2 separate regions of the Mus musculus genome follow, and region 2 is linked to region 1. The links are chromatin contacts, called in public HiCAR-type maps. All regions are on one chromosome and are shown on one strand. Each heading gives the region's core, a stretch centred on a gene start, on an enhancer-like site or on the middle of the called end of the contact. The rest is flanking DNA. Distances are from core to core; before and after follow the strand shown.

The links. HiCAR-type assays count read pairs that join an accessible place to other places.
Region 2: a contact with region 1 is called in a HiCAR-type map of embryonic stem cells, with 5 times the contacts expected there. The contact joins the promoter of Elovl4 here to the enhancer-like site in region 1. A contact is called at or near these places in 1 of 39 promoter capture datasets (pre-B cells), 1 of 15 datasets of contacts at CTCF or cohesin (large pre-B cells), 1 of 484 Hi-C or Micro-C datasets (rod photoreceptor), 1 of 115 datasets of contacts at active chromatin or transcription factors (embryonic stem cells) and 1 of 9 other capture datasets (embryonic stem cells).

What each region holds. Positions count from the first base shown.
Region 1 is chr9:83,381,631-83,388,205 of GRCm38.p6, reverse strand. No RefSeq gene overlaps it. Among named protein-coding and RNA genes, the nearest start is that of Gm46123, 33 kb to the right of the region's middle. Within about 2 kb of position 2,740, at least 19 of the 459 cell types and tissues checked have an H3K27ac peak or open chromatin away from gene starts, as enhancers often do. A contact at or near this core is called in pre-B cells and rod photoreceptor, where this site is marked.
Region 2 is chr9:83,802,289-83,808,863 of GRCm38.p6, reverse strand. It overlaps Elovl4 (elongation of very long chain fatty acids (FEN1/Elo2, SUR4/Elo3, yeast)-like 4), which reads left to right and starts at 2,559. Exons shown (of 6, transcript NM_148941.2): 1 at 2,559-2,925. The coding sequence starts at 2,826.

The DNA of each region.
Region 1 (6,575 bases), core at 1,491-3,990:
TGATGGAGTCCAGCGGCATAATTAAATCCACGGGCAGTGTCAGTTGGGTGTTCCTTCGATTTCAGACATGTTGCTAGGATACTCTTAAAGACACAATTCTCTTGATTAACTGCACAAGCTAGATTGCCCAAGTAGCATTTTTATCGTTCATAGAAATACAGGTCAGGTTGCATTTAAATTTATAGCAAGATGAGTGCTATCCAACTCCGAATGCTTTTAGCATCACAGAAATGTATTTAGGTATGCACGGGAAGAATGTGTATGGAATAATAATTTAGTGACTGAGAATTAGTCATCTATTTTAGGGAGAGCCAGTGTCCATGGATTTGAAGCTGAAAGAATTCTGAATTTAAATCACCACTGAGAGACTCTATATCCATTGTGTGTGTGCTCTACAGAATTCCCACTGTGGTTATTATGATTGTTATTATTTACCGGTGTATTTGATTCCAAAATTTTATACAAATTGCAATCATGGTCCCTGGTTGATTTAGTAAAATAAATCAAGATGCTTACAAAGAAAAATAGAAATCCATCTGCAGTAATTGACTCCATATGGAGAGTTGTTTTTGAGGTTCAGGACTGGCAAATAGCTTTATTTGGGTGGTGTTTTAACAATTATTTTATGGCTAATAAATATGAAGATGTCAGTAACTGTGTCTATTCCCTGTCTATGATGCACTTGTTAATTGTTTTTTTTTTTTTTTCATTTAGCAAGTGCTTTCATGGCTTCTATTGTATATAACGCAAGTGTTAGAAACCATAAGAGGAATTTTAAATGTCGCTGTGACATCGATTTTCATTTTGCAACCATCAGTTCCATACTAATGCAGAAGATGGATTGCACAACTCAGGAATCGCAGATAAGACGTAATGAAAGAGTCAGTGAGAATCCACTACATAAATGAATAGTAGAGTTATTTATGAGACAGCATTGACAGCTCTCGGTAATCAATTGGATGGAGGGGAGGGAGAGAGAAGCTTTCAGAAACACTAACAGGAGCAGCCATAAGGACTGTTAGAGGAGCAGATTTGAGAGGAAGTGCCAAGTAGTTTCATTTCAATTCACCTTTGTTTTTTGGTCCATTTTGTTATGTTTAATTCAAGATCTTTTTTGTAGCTGGAGCTGGCCTTGGGCTCTTGACCCTCCTCCCCTGATGCTATGTGTGCTGATATTATAGGCATGTTCCACTACGCCTGGCTTATAGCCTGTTCTTCAATGTATTGAGTTGTTGAACATGCATACAGACATGTACAGGCAGCACACAGAAGGCAGGTCTGCAGCAGAGATGTTGATTTAGAGCTTTATTCTACGCATTTGGCCTCTACAGTCAGGAATCTGCACAAGGTTATTTAGTGTGCAAAACACATGAGTTGAAAAAGGGTTGTAATAAACTAAAATGGGTTCATTAGCTTGTACCTTTAAAGTGGTTTCCTTAAAAATAATTCCTCAGGAGAGCAGGAGAGCTGGCCCTATCCCTCACCCGCTGCAGTACTCGGGAGAGAGGCCCTGCACCTCACTTGGGCAGCACAATAGAGCTGGTGACAAGGGCATGAGCTGGCTGTCAGTGGGCGAGCATGTACAAGGTGGCTTCACAGCTTGTCTGCCCTGTGGTGTCATGGGTGAGGGAGAGATGCCCTCCTCACCCCACCCCTTGCCCCTCATCACCTATGGCAGGCAGGAGAACTGACTCTATCCCTCACCGCACAGCTGGCTCTACTGTCTTGGGTGCAGGTGAGCTGGCCCAAGGGCATGGAAGTGGGAGAGCTGGCTCTGTCTCTTGGCAGCTGCTGCATTGGGTAAGCTATCGGCTGGAGTGCTGGTGTCCTGGTGGTGTGGGTGTGGGAGTGCTGGTGGGCTGACCAGTTCACATGCCACCTACACCCACATGTAGGGCTTTGAATGTACTCACCCCAACATCTACCCCAAATATGAATTGCTGGAGTGTGTGAAGGGGCTGGTCCTACAGGTCCAAGGCTGCAGGAGCTCCATGACATAAGGTGACAGCAGGATATCAAGATAAGTCTGAATGAGGGTCCAGTATTGATAGTGTAGCAAAAGCCAGAGACCTTGAACTAGACCAGTGATTCATTGCAGTAAATGTTTGAAAGCAAAGAAGTGTGGACAAAAGGGTATACTATAGGTCACAGGGACATACTACAGCTTCTACAACAAGATTTTTTTCCTTTGGGGGAGGTACAAGGGCAGAGGGCAGGGAAGGAGACAAGGAGATGGGTGGGATTGGGCTGCATGATATAAAATTCACAAAGAATGGATCAAAAGTTAAAAAAGAATTCCTCATTTTTACTCAAAGCCTCAAAAATGATACCTCAATTCTACAGTTAATGAAGTCACAGGTCCCTCCTATCTTCCTATTAATAGGAAAGGTGTTTGATTTTTGAAGATTTTGGGGGGAAGAAAAGCCATTCTTTTACTCTGAAAGGCTTGATCACTAATCATTTTGCCTCTGTTAAATTTTCCAAGTGGTGTTGAAGACACTTGAAGATATTCCCTGTGGCCTCGGCAGACACCAGCCACTGGGAAACGGAGATGAGATGAAACAAACCTCTCCTTCTACCGACCCATCGGAAGAGCTGCTTGCTCTGAGGGCTTCTGCCTGTCTGTTTCCTGGCTGTGTCTTGCTCCAGTGATCCCCGTTTCCCCTGTCAGCACCACAGATCTCACTCTGTCACCCTCTTACAGGACTCTCTGGACCAGTGCCATCTGTGGTTCAGAACATAGGATAACATGAAAAGACTTGCAGCACTTTCTTGTTCTCCACAGCCCCTAAGCTGAGTCACAAAATCCCCACGTGCAACTAAACTCTTCCTGCTGACTTCCTGAGGATGCTTCTGTAACAGGTGCAAAGGGAAGCACTATAGACTACTGTCCAGTCTAAGCTAGCTTGTTTTGTGTTGCTGTGATGTCTGTAAGCTTCTTGGTACCTTCCTCACCGTGGTGGTTGGGCTCGTCTAAACGACTCACAGCTGTTCAAGCAAACACTGATGTCCTTTCTAAAAAAAGAATATTGTTTGAGAATTTCATAGATGCATATATGTGTTTTCATCCAGTTCCTCTTCCTTCCCCCCTAAGTTCTCCCCTATACACGCCCCCCACAACCACTTTTTCCTAGTGTGATGGAGGATGCCATGTGATGATGGAGAAAGACTATCCTTATGTTCACAACCCAAGGGATACTGAGGACTGTAATGGATCACCACAAGCAAGACAGGAGCTCAACCAGAACCCTTCCAGGGTCCTCAGAAAGCATGTGACCGTACAAACACCTTGATAAAAACTTCAAATCTACACAAATAGAAGGACATACATTTCCGTTTTTTAAAGAAACATTTAAAAATATCTATTTTATATACTGTTGCTTTGTCTGTTTGTTGATGCACCATGTGACCATCTGGTGCCCTTAGACACCAGAAGAGGGCATAGGTTCATCTAGAGCTGGAGTTCCAGGCAGGTGTGAGCTTTGTGGGGCTAGGAATCAAACCTAGGTCGCCTGGCAGAGCATCCAGTGCCTCTTAACCAATGAGTACCTCTTGAAAACATTTTTATTTGACAGATAGCAGTTATACATATTGATGAGCTTCATAAATAATTTTATTCAGGTATACTGTGCCCTTTGAACTCACCCTTATACAGAACATGTTAAAGCCAAGATATTTTTAATGTGGATTTCATAGTGAATTTAGGAATTTTGTATTGAATAGAATTTGACAGAATTTGTGCTGTAAATTATCTAAGAAAAGCCTCAAGAGCAAAATCACCTGGTAATCAGAGACATGGAGTTGGTGAGTACATACTTTGTCTCTACATTTGAAATGAACCATCCAGGTGTCCTATTTTAAAGAAGTACGTTGACAAGGACACTAGGACTTAAAAATATTTAAAGAATGCACTTTTCATCCTGCTGTTAATGAGAGGTAGAGCCAGGGCTTAAGCCCACAGGCGTTTCACCCAGAGCCTTTAAAGCTCGCTCGTCTATAAATACTGCACTCATTCTGTCTGCAAACACTGAGCATCTCATGTGCGCATCTGCCTAGATCGCAGTGCTCAGCCTTGTAAACTGGCGGAAGCAATATCTGCGTTTCTGGACTGAAGGGGAGGGGAGGCAACAGCGTCTGATTAGTATCTGATTTAGCAGCTAATGTTCGGATGCAATGTGGAGCAATGAACTCAAGGAAAGAATAATCCAGAATAGAAGCAAGATGCATATATTTATAATAATATAACGGACACTGCAATATGAGTAAATACTTTGTGCACTTGAATGGCTAAGATACATATGTAGCAGAGGATGGCATTGTCTGACATCAATGGGAGGGGAGGCCCTTGGTCCTGTAGAGGTTTGATGCCCCAGGGTAGGAGGATGCTGGAGCGGTGAGGTGGGAGTAGGTGGGTGGGTGGGGGAGTACCCTCATTAGAGGCAAAGAGGAGGGGAAAGAGGGCAGATGGGATGGGGTGTTGTGGAGGGGTAACCAGGAAGGGAGATATCATGTGAGCTGTAAAGAACGGAATGATTAATGAAAAAAAAAAAGATTTCACCTGCTTTTCCTTAGCCATTCAAGTGCACAAAGTATTTATCCATATTGCAGTGTACATGTCTGCTTTTTAAAGCCACCCCAGTTACAGCAGTTTGCAGAGGCAGCCCCAGGAAGCCAACCCAATGAGCTTTTTCTATCATTACATAGCATCTTCATCAACAAACAATAGTGTCATGATATTGCATGTATATAAACATACCAGAGCTAATTGCCAGTATGCTCTTGGGGGCATTTTTGCTGCTCTTACAGACGCTTCGCCACTTGGTTGTGTGTATCAGCTTCACATGGTTATCTATACACTGGGTCAGGACCCCAGGAGTGGGGCATGGCTGGTTAGCAGTTAATATGATATTGTCCTCTAGGATTATATCGTTTGCACAATCACTAGCCCACTTTGACTGTCTCATAGACATTTCAATACTGTTGAGAATGCTTGTATTCACTTCACTCCAAGTGAGGTGATGTTAGACACCATTTATTCTACGACTGCCTGTTCCAATCCTTTCTTTCCCAGGTTATTGATCTCTCTTTTGATGTGTTACATTACCCCTTCATGATATAATTTAGGGGAACCCCTCCCCACCCCCTAGTGTGAGGCTGGAGCTGTATTGCCCTCATAGAGAACCAGCACTCACATTGGACGGCACACAACCAGCTGTGACTTCAGTTCCACGGCATCCAACTCCCTCTTCTGGTCTCTGCAGGCATTGCATGCACAAACATACATGCATGGAAAACATGCACAGACATTAAAAACAAAAATCAAGAAAACAAACAAACAAACAAACAAACCCCAAAACCACAAAACACAATCAAAGAAACAAAAAACCCCAAAGGCCAACATATAAATAAATGCAAATAAAAATAAATCCCTATATTTATTCTTATCTTTTGATTTTTCTTTTAATCCATCATATTTACTTTTTAAAGTTTTATCTGTAATTTATTCTTAATCATTCTAGATTCAAAATTCTATTTCACTTTCTACAGAAATAACTTTTTTTCCTAATGTCTACCAAGCTATCCTGACACCTTTTCTTTTCTTTCTTTCTCTCTCTCTCTCTCTCTTTCTTTCTTTCTTTTTTTTTTTTTCTTTTGGTTTTCCATGACAGGGTTTCTCTGTGTAGCCTTGGCTGTCCTGGAACTCACTCTGTAGATCAGACTGTCCACGAACTCAGAGATCTGACTGCTCTGCCTCCCAAGTGCTGGGATTAAAGCCAATGTACCACTACCTCCAGACTCTGACAAAAGTCCATTTAAGGGTTTGGCCTGCTCTAGGGTCTCTATTCAATTCCTCACATAACAAACAAAACAAAAACAAAAGGTTGGATTTGAAATTCTAACTTTTGAAATACAAACCTTAGTTGTTACTTCAAAGTTTGATGCAATGCATTTTGAAATTCCGTCTTTATAACATACAAAATTATTATACACAATAGAAACTATTTCAGATTCTGATTCTGTTCTATTTGCTTCATGCCTTTCCATGTGCCAGTGGCTGCCTTGCCTTTACTGGAAACCATGCAATTCATCTTAATGAGCCTTGGCACTAGACTCTAAGTTTATAACGCACCTAAAGTTTTTCAGTGTTCACACACACACACACACACACACACACACACACACACACACACACTTTTATGCTTTAAAGACCTTAGAAGTTTTGTTTGTTCTTGTTTTCAAAAGTCTTTTTATGTAACTCAGACTGGGCCAGACCGTCTAATCCTAATGCTTCCCACTCCTAGGTGCTGGGATTCCTGGCGTACATCTCCATGCTTGACAAACTTTTATGCTTCTTCCCTCCTCGGTGCTGAGGATCAAATCTAGGACCCTTTGTGTGCTAAGCAGATACTTAACTAAGCTACATTCCATACTTAGTTAAAAAATGTTTAATTAAAAAAAAAACCTTTGGGGATATTAAGCATTCATTCATTCATTCATTCATTCATCTATAAATTATCTATCATCAATTATCTATCTATCTATCTATCTATCTATCTATCTATCTATCTATCTAT
Region 2 (6,575 bases), core at 1,310-3,809, 420 kb before region 1:
GTTGTTAAGTCAAGAGAGTTGCTAGGTCTCTCACATTTAATGAGTCCAACTAAAAGCAATTGCTAGCATCGTTTGGTTTGAAAATTCTTCTATCATTCATATACTTCAGCTCATCACTCCTAATCTGTTTCCATACATCCCTAGGCATGGGCGCAGTCTAGCCAACTTCACTTTACTTCCGTTTTCAGTGCTGTTCTTATTTCTCTCTGCAACATCACCAGAATGTCCCATACTGTCTGTGCTTCTACTGCTGGTGACCTCTTAGGTATAAAGATATGCAGTCTTTCCTCCCCATGCTCTCTCTGCTGCTCCAACAGTTCCTGGGAAAACCTCAATTTTATAGCTAACCCTTGAAGCTCTTCCAGTCTCTACCCATTACCCCACTTCAAAGCTGCTTCTTTTCAAAAGACTAAGTAACTTGTAGAGAATACAGATTTATTTCTTACAGTATAAAACTAGGAAGCCTATATTCAAGGCACTAGATCTAGTGAGGGTGCTTTTGTTTCCTGCATCATTCCATGGTAAAAAAAGTAGACGACTAAGAAGTATTTATTCTGAGAGACCAAACTCACAATTTAAAATGCTTTGCGCTGGGCAGTGGTGGCACACACCTTTAATCCCAGCACTTGGGAGGCAGAGGCAGGTGTATTTTAGAGTTTGAGGCCAGCCTGGTCAAAAAAATAAAAAAGCTTTGCTACTTAATCTATTTATGAAAGGGGAGCCCTCATGATCCACACCACTCCAAGTAGGTCTCAACTCTCTACCTTGCTGTATTGGGGATTGAGATCCAACAACACATGAACTTCTAGGGATGTTTTCAAACCATAGACGCAAGCTTTGGTTCTGTGTGATTATTGGTATCTGTAAACTACTTGTGAATTAAGCAATATTAAGTAATGGACTGTAATCTTCACACCAAGTAATAGAGCTCAAGGGTGGATACATCCTAAGACTGTTTCTTCTTATGTGCTTGAACAGCTCCTAAGTATAAATAAAAATGACTATGCCCCCAAGTAAGGCAGAGAAAATGTTAACAATATAGTTGCCATTTCTAACTTAACATTGATGGGGCTTGTCTATGATTTCCTTATGTGACAGGCGCCCCCTAGTGAACAAGGAACTCAAACTGACCTCCACTGTAGAAGAGAGGCTCCAAGAAAATTCTTGAATAAAGCTGCCTTAATGATTCCACATTATATTAAATAAGCAAAGACGGTGACATTTTGTGAGGTGAGGGTAGGAATCTGTTCTCCATCATAAAAACATCCAAGACTCCAAGACAATACAGAGGTAGCAACCAATACCATAAGCAAAGGGAAACCTAACTCATACTCACATTAACAAAGGAAATGAAATTTGACTAGAATTCTTTGTAGTTACTAGATTCGTAACTAGGAATTGAGGTGTAAGAAATTCTTTAATTTGAGAAACTTCATTCTGGCAAGCAGATTTGACAAATTAATAAATCATATCATTTGGTTGATTTCAGAATAAAGCATGTAAAGAAGGCTGTGGGGGTCTGAGTTATATAGCAAATCAGTTACCTTTAATTAGCCTTCCTCGCCGAAGCTCTCTCTACTTAAACAACTCCCACTATGCTCTGAAGTGATGTGCGTTATAATTTTGTCACCATAAATATTTATGACTTGCTATTTATAGCACAGAGTTAGGGCTCAGGTAGTACTCATGTTAACAACGTTGAGCATTTGACTCAGTGACCTCTAAAATAAGCATTCTAAATCAGTCAAGTGGAGAAAAAAAGCCGAAACAAAAGTGGATGGCACATCTGAATAAAACGCATATGAACTTGTTATTGGACCATTCACTGAAATCTTGCTTTATGTCAGAAACTATAAAAATGGCATAGTGTGATTTTGTTGCTGCAGTTATTGTTGTTGCTATTTATTCATAGAGACTGCTTTCTTCTCACAAGTCAACTGCTCTTTTTCTCCTCAGCATCACCCTTTCAGATTGACCTGAATCTCATGTGGTGCAAGTGGACTCTTTTAGCCTATTCTTATGGCTCCATCCTCTCTGAACTACCAATAGCCTAATTTGGTACAATTATATTGCTTTGATCGGCCAGTGTCGCTGTTTTCAATACTCACAAGGATTTAACTACATGCTAATAATATTTACGGGGTGACCACAGACTACTCTCCTTTGCCGCTGCTTAAGACAAATGGCATTCCTTTACAGTGAAACCACCCGCATTTCCTTGTCTGGGTGACAAGCACGTGCCACAGGCGAAGACAGCAAAAGCACATGTGATGGAGGTGAATGATAGGCAAGAACCAGAAATGCATCGCGTACTTCATCTTTGCCCACAAACTCCCACTTTTTCCCGTCCGGTTTCCCACGTTGCATCCGGCAGAACAGAGGTAACCGTGGGCAGGAAGGCAGGGGAGGAGGACTGGGTACGAGGTGTCCCCCTGCGGCGTTCCTGTGGCCCAGGTGGTGGCCCGGGGCTGGCCTTAGCGCGCCTGCGCAAGCCGGCCACCACTCGCGACCGCAGCATCCCCGCGCCCGGGGCGAGAGGAGGCGCCGCCCCGCCCCGCGCGGCCACGTGATGCGGGCGAGGGGATTGGAGCTGCGGCAGCGCGCGGCGACAGAGAGGAGCAGCGCTGGGCGCTCGTGGCTGGTCCTCCTCCTCCTCCGCCCTCCGGCTTCTTGTCTCTGCTGTTCGCCGCTGCTCTCCGCCTGCATCCCCAGTCGCGGCGCCTGGAGGAGGAGGAGACGCCGCTGCCAGCAGGGTTCCCGCCGCAGTCGCCCACGGTCCATCGGAGCCTCTCTTCTCGCCGCTGCTCGTACCTCTCCTCGCCAAGATGGGGCTGCTGGACTCAGAGCCCGGCAGCGTCCTGAACGCGATGTCCACGGCATTCAACGACACCGTGGAGTTCTATCGCTGGACCTGGACCATTGCAGGTACAGGCGAGGGGCCTCACCCATCTCCTCTGGGTGTTCCTTGGGCTGCCCACGGCTCAGACGCCAGTCCCCGGCTTCAGCGCTAGGCAAGGCCCTGCGCCCCCTACCCAGCGCCTTGAGGCTGTTGGGGGCGCTCGGGTCCCCGCAGATGCGGCGCCGCGGACCTCGCGGTTGTGCACTGGTTAATCAGATGAGACTCTCAAGGCGTACTCCCCCCCACCCCCCATCCCCTCAACACTCCCATCTCTTCAGCTCCGCGAATGCAGGAGCTGACTTAACCAGATGCTACCAGTGCAGCCAAGGAACCACCCTGCCCTGACGCCCGCATTTCCCGAGCTCGCCTATTATCTTATGCACTGGTACTCCTTATAGAGCGATAGGCCTGGAGGCGGACGAGGGCTGCGACTATACCTGTCTCTCCGCTACTTCAGCTTCCTTGAAGACTTTGACAAACCACTCATTATCTTCTTCCATTTAGCTAACCTCTTTGTAGTATAATTTCGACTGAAAAGTAAAATAACATTATTTAGCTTCTTGAAGAACGTTAGTTTTTTTGTGGTTTCCCAGTAGCAAATCTGTTAGGCTACCCTCTGCGAGAGCTTTGCGCAGTGCAGTGCCGTCAGGGGGAGGGGAAAGAAGGCAGGCTTTGGGCTGGGGGTCTCCGCAGCAGCACCTAGAGGATGGCTCAGAAGCCTGCATAAGCATAAGTACAGTGTACTGAAATTAGCGAACTTTCCCTTCAGCTGTTGAGTTTGCAGAGCAGGGCTGTCATTGAGTGACTTAGTTTTCCTAGCAGAAGTAATTGTAACATAAATGTTCACGTTTTAACATTTCTTCACTTGCTTTGTTGCTTTAAAAAGTTTCCGAGACCTTAAACGTTAAGTTTAAAGGATCCCAGGGAATAGTTTGGGGCTTTAAATTTGTGTTGTGTGTTTGCAGTGTGACCCTGTATTCTAGCAACGGAGGATGTTAGCAATATAGGTTATGATGGCTGTCTTCTTTAGAAGTGAAAAGTTTCTTCTTTAGTTTTTTGTGTTCTGTTGCTAGGGCAATCGAGACAGTGGGTTATATATAGCTTGATACAGAATGACATTTGATGTATGTGCTGTGAACAAAATGCTTGCTGGAATTGTTTCTGTATGAGACAAACGCTTTTTCGACCTGGAGGCTTCGATGACTTGTTTTAAAACGCGCGATATTTCTCAGGAGATCAAACATCTGACCGTAGGAGAGCCAGTAGTTCCCAAGCCGCGAAGCTGGCGGTGGTTTAAAGGCAGTTGTCCAGGAACGACTCTTTCTTGAGCTTTACTTTAATGCTATCACACTGATACCTGCAATACCCGGGGAAGAAGCACCCTTCCCTTCATCTCTGCGATACTGGTGGGAACATTGCATCAGAGCTTCCCCTTACACAATTGCACAGAGCCGAACATCAGACAAGCTGGCTGGCAGGTGGCGATGCGGATGAGGTTCTCCAGCTACCTCGCATCCAGAGCCACACCTAGGCGTTCTCTCTCTCGGCTCCTTCCCATTCAGTAGTGTTCTCACCTCTCCTGAGCCTCAGAAAAAAAAAAAAAAAAAAAAAAAAGAGTTGAGAGCAAAGCTAGAACGTAAGCCTCCTGTGGTGGTTCATTCCTTCTGAATGATTCTGAAAAAGACAGTGAATGGAGTTGGGGGTTTTGTGTGTTCCCTCATGTGAAAGCTTGCACCTATACTTTTTAGGGGCACATAAAATAATACACAATGATGGGACAAACTTGAGAAATGAGTAGATGCAGGGACACTCAGGTGACCTCTTACTAGCAGGTCAGTGGGAAGGTATTCATCCATGTTCTAGACTATCCACTTACGAAACCTGAGACTGCTTCCTTACCTCTGCCCAGAGCTGCCGTGTGCAGGCAGAGGTGCCGCTTCTTAATCCACCAGAGGCTCAGGGGCTAGAGTCTGGGCCTTGCTGCAGTGTAAGGGGGAGCACTGTTCAAGTTTGTTTGTTTGTTTGTTTTGAACACACCTGGAGCTCCTGTCCTTGCTCCCTTTACGCTTGGGTGTGTGCTCCGTGTCTCTTCTGGGAGGCAGGTCACACCGCTCCTCTTCCAAGAGCACCGGCAGAATCTGAGAACCTGGCTCAGGGGGCCGCAGAGTAGAGAAGGAGGCTTCTTCAGCGATGCTGAAGAAAAGTGGATGAGTCAGATGTTTGGAAAGAGGAAAATAAAACTGGGTGGGAGACAGAGGTACTCTTGGGAAATGGTTGTGACGAAAGAACACGATTATTCAGGAAAAGCCAGCTGAGCTAGGCGCCATGCCCCGAGTGCCTCGCTGTAGGTGGATGCTGACTTCTCTTCCTTTTACTGGTTCCTTGGCTTTTTCTCTCCTGGAAGTTCCTACCTGAGCACAAGAAAAGTAATTTAGTTTGGATCATCTTACTAAGAAGGGTCCAGGTTTGTAGAGTGTATTTGACAGCCTAAGACTTTTTATTTTCTTAGCCTTAAAACAAATATAATTTTGAAATCTACCATCAAATATTCAACAGCACACACACACACACACACACACACACACACACAGAGCAAATAATGAATTTGTTCACTTGTAGGAACAAGTCACTTTTATTGTGTAATTGACACTTTATATTTTGAAATTTAAGATCTAAAGGACTGTGCTTTTAGAAAAAAATAAAAATTAATTTGACTTTCCTGAAGTAAGCACTCAGGCACTTGCAACAAGGAAGTTGCCTTTGCTGCCCAGCAACTAGGAGTTGGCGCTCTGAGGCCCCTGCATTTGCATTTTCTTTTCTTCTCTGATTTTACTTTCTATGTGTGAACAGGATTAGACTCAAAAGTAACTAATTAAGCTCTGTGTATAAAAATTTAAACTGACACATCTAAATAGTCTCCCTTTCTGATAAAAGCTACATTGTCCATTTTATCCACTATGACCATTTTTCTTCTGGCTACTTGGAACATGGGTACATGCTTATGTGTTCCTGAAGTCAGAGGCTTAAACAGCGGAGTTATCTGGGTTCTTGAGTTTGCTTTGGAAGAGGCAGAAGGGAACGAGGATGAGACCAGTGGTATAGGAGGGAGGGTGTCTCATATATGATGAGGACAGACTTCAGAAGCCAGACTTGTATAAGTTAACTGTACGTAGGTCACGTGTAGTTCTTTAGTTCAAAATGTACTTGCCAGGCGAAATCCAGGTCAGGGACAGAGAGAATAGGTCACTAGGTCGAAGCTCACCAAGTCTAAGGGAGTCACTGGCATTCTGCTCCCATTTGAAATCCTGGATTGAGGGCCTGGGAACAATCAAGGGAGTCCTTCTCTACTGTCATCTCAGTGGCCTCTCCCTATGTGTCAGTCACGAGTGGCCAAATCAGCGGACTGACTGGCTCTGTTTTCTGATCATTTCAGCAATTTCTCCCAGGTCCCTTACCCCAGCAGTGAGCGAGGTCATGGGAGACTAGGACCAAGGTGTCAAAGGCAAAGGGAGCAGGGGCTGAACTGGGGACTGAACCAGGAAACCGGGACTTTGAATGGACCAGTGAGTCACTTGGACCTGCTGTGGGTGGGGATGCTTAATTCAGCTGTACCAAGCTAGAGCCAGGGGAGGTTTACCATATGGCCTGCCAGGCTGCAGGGAATAAGACAGGTTCT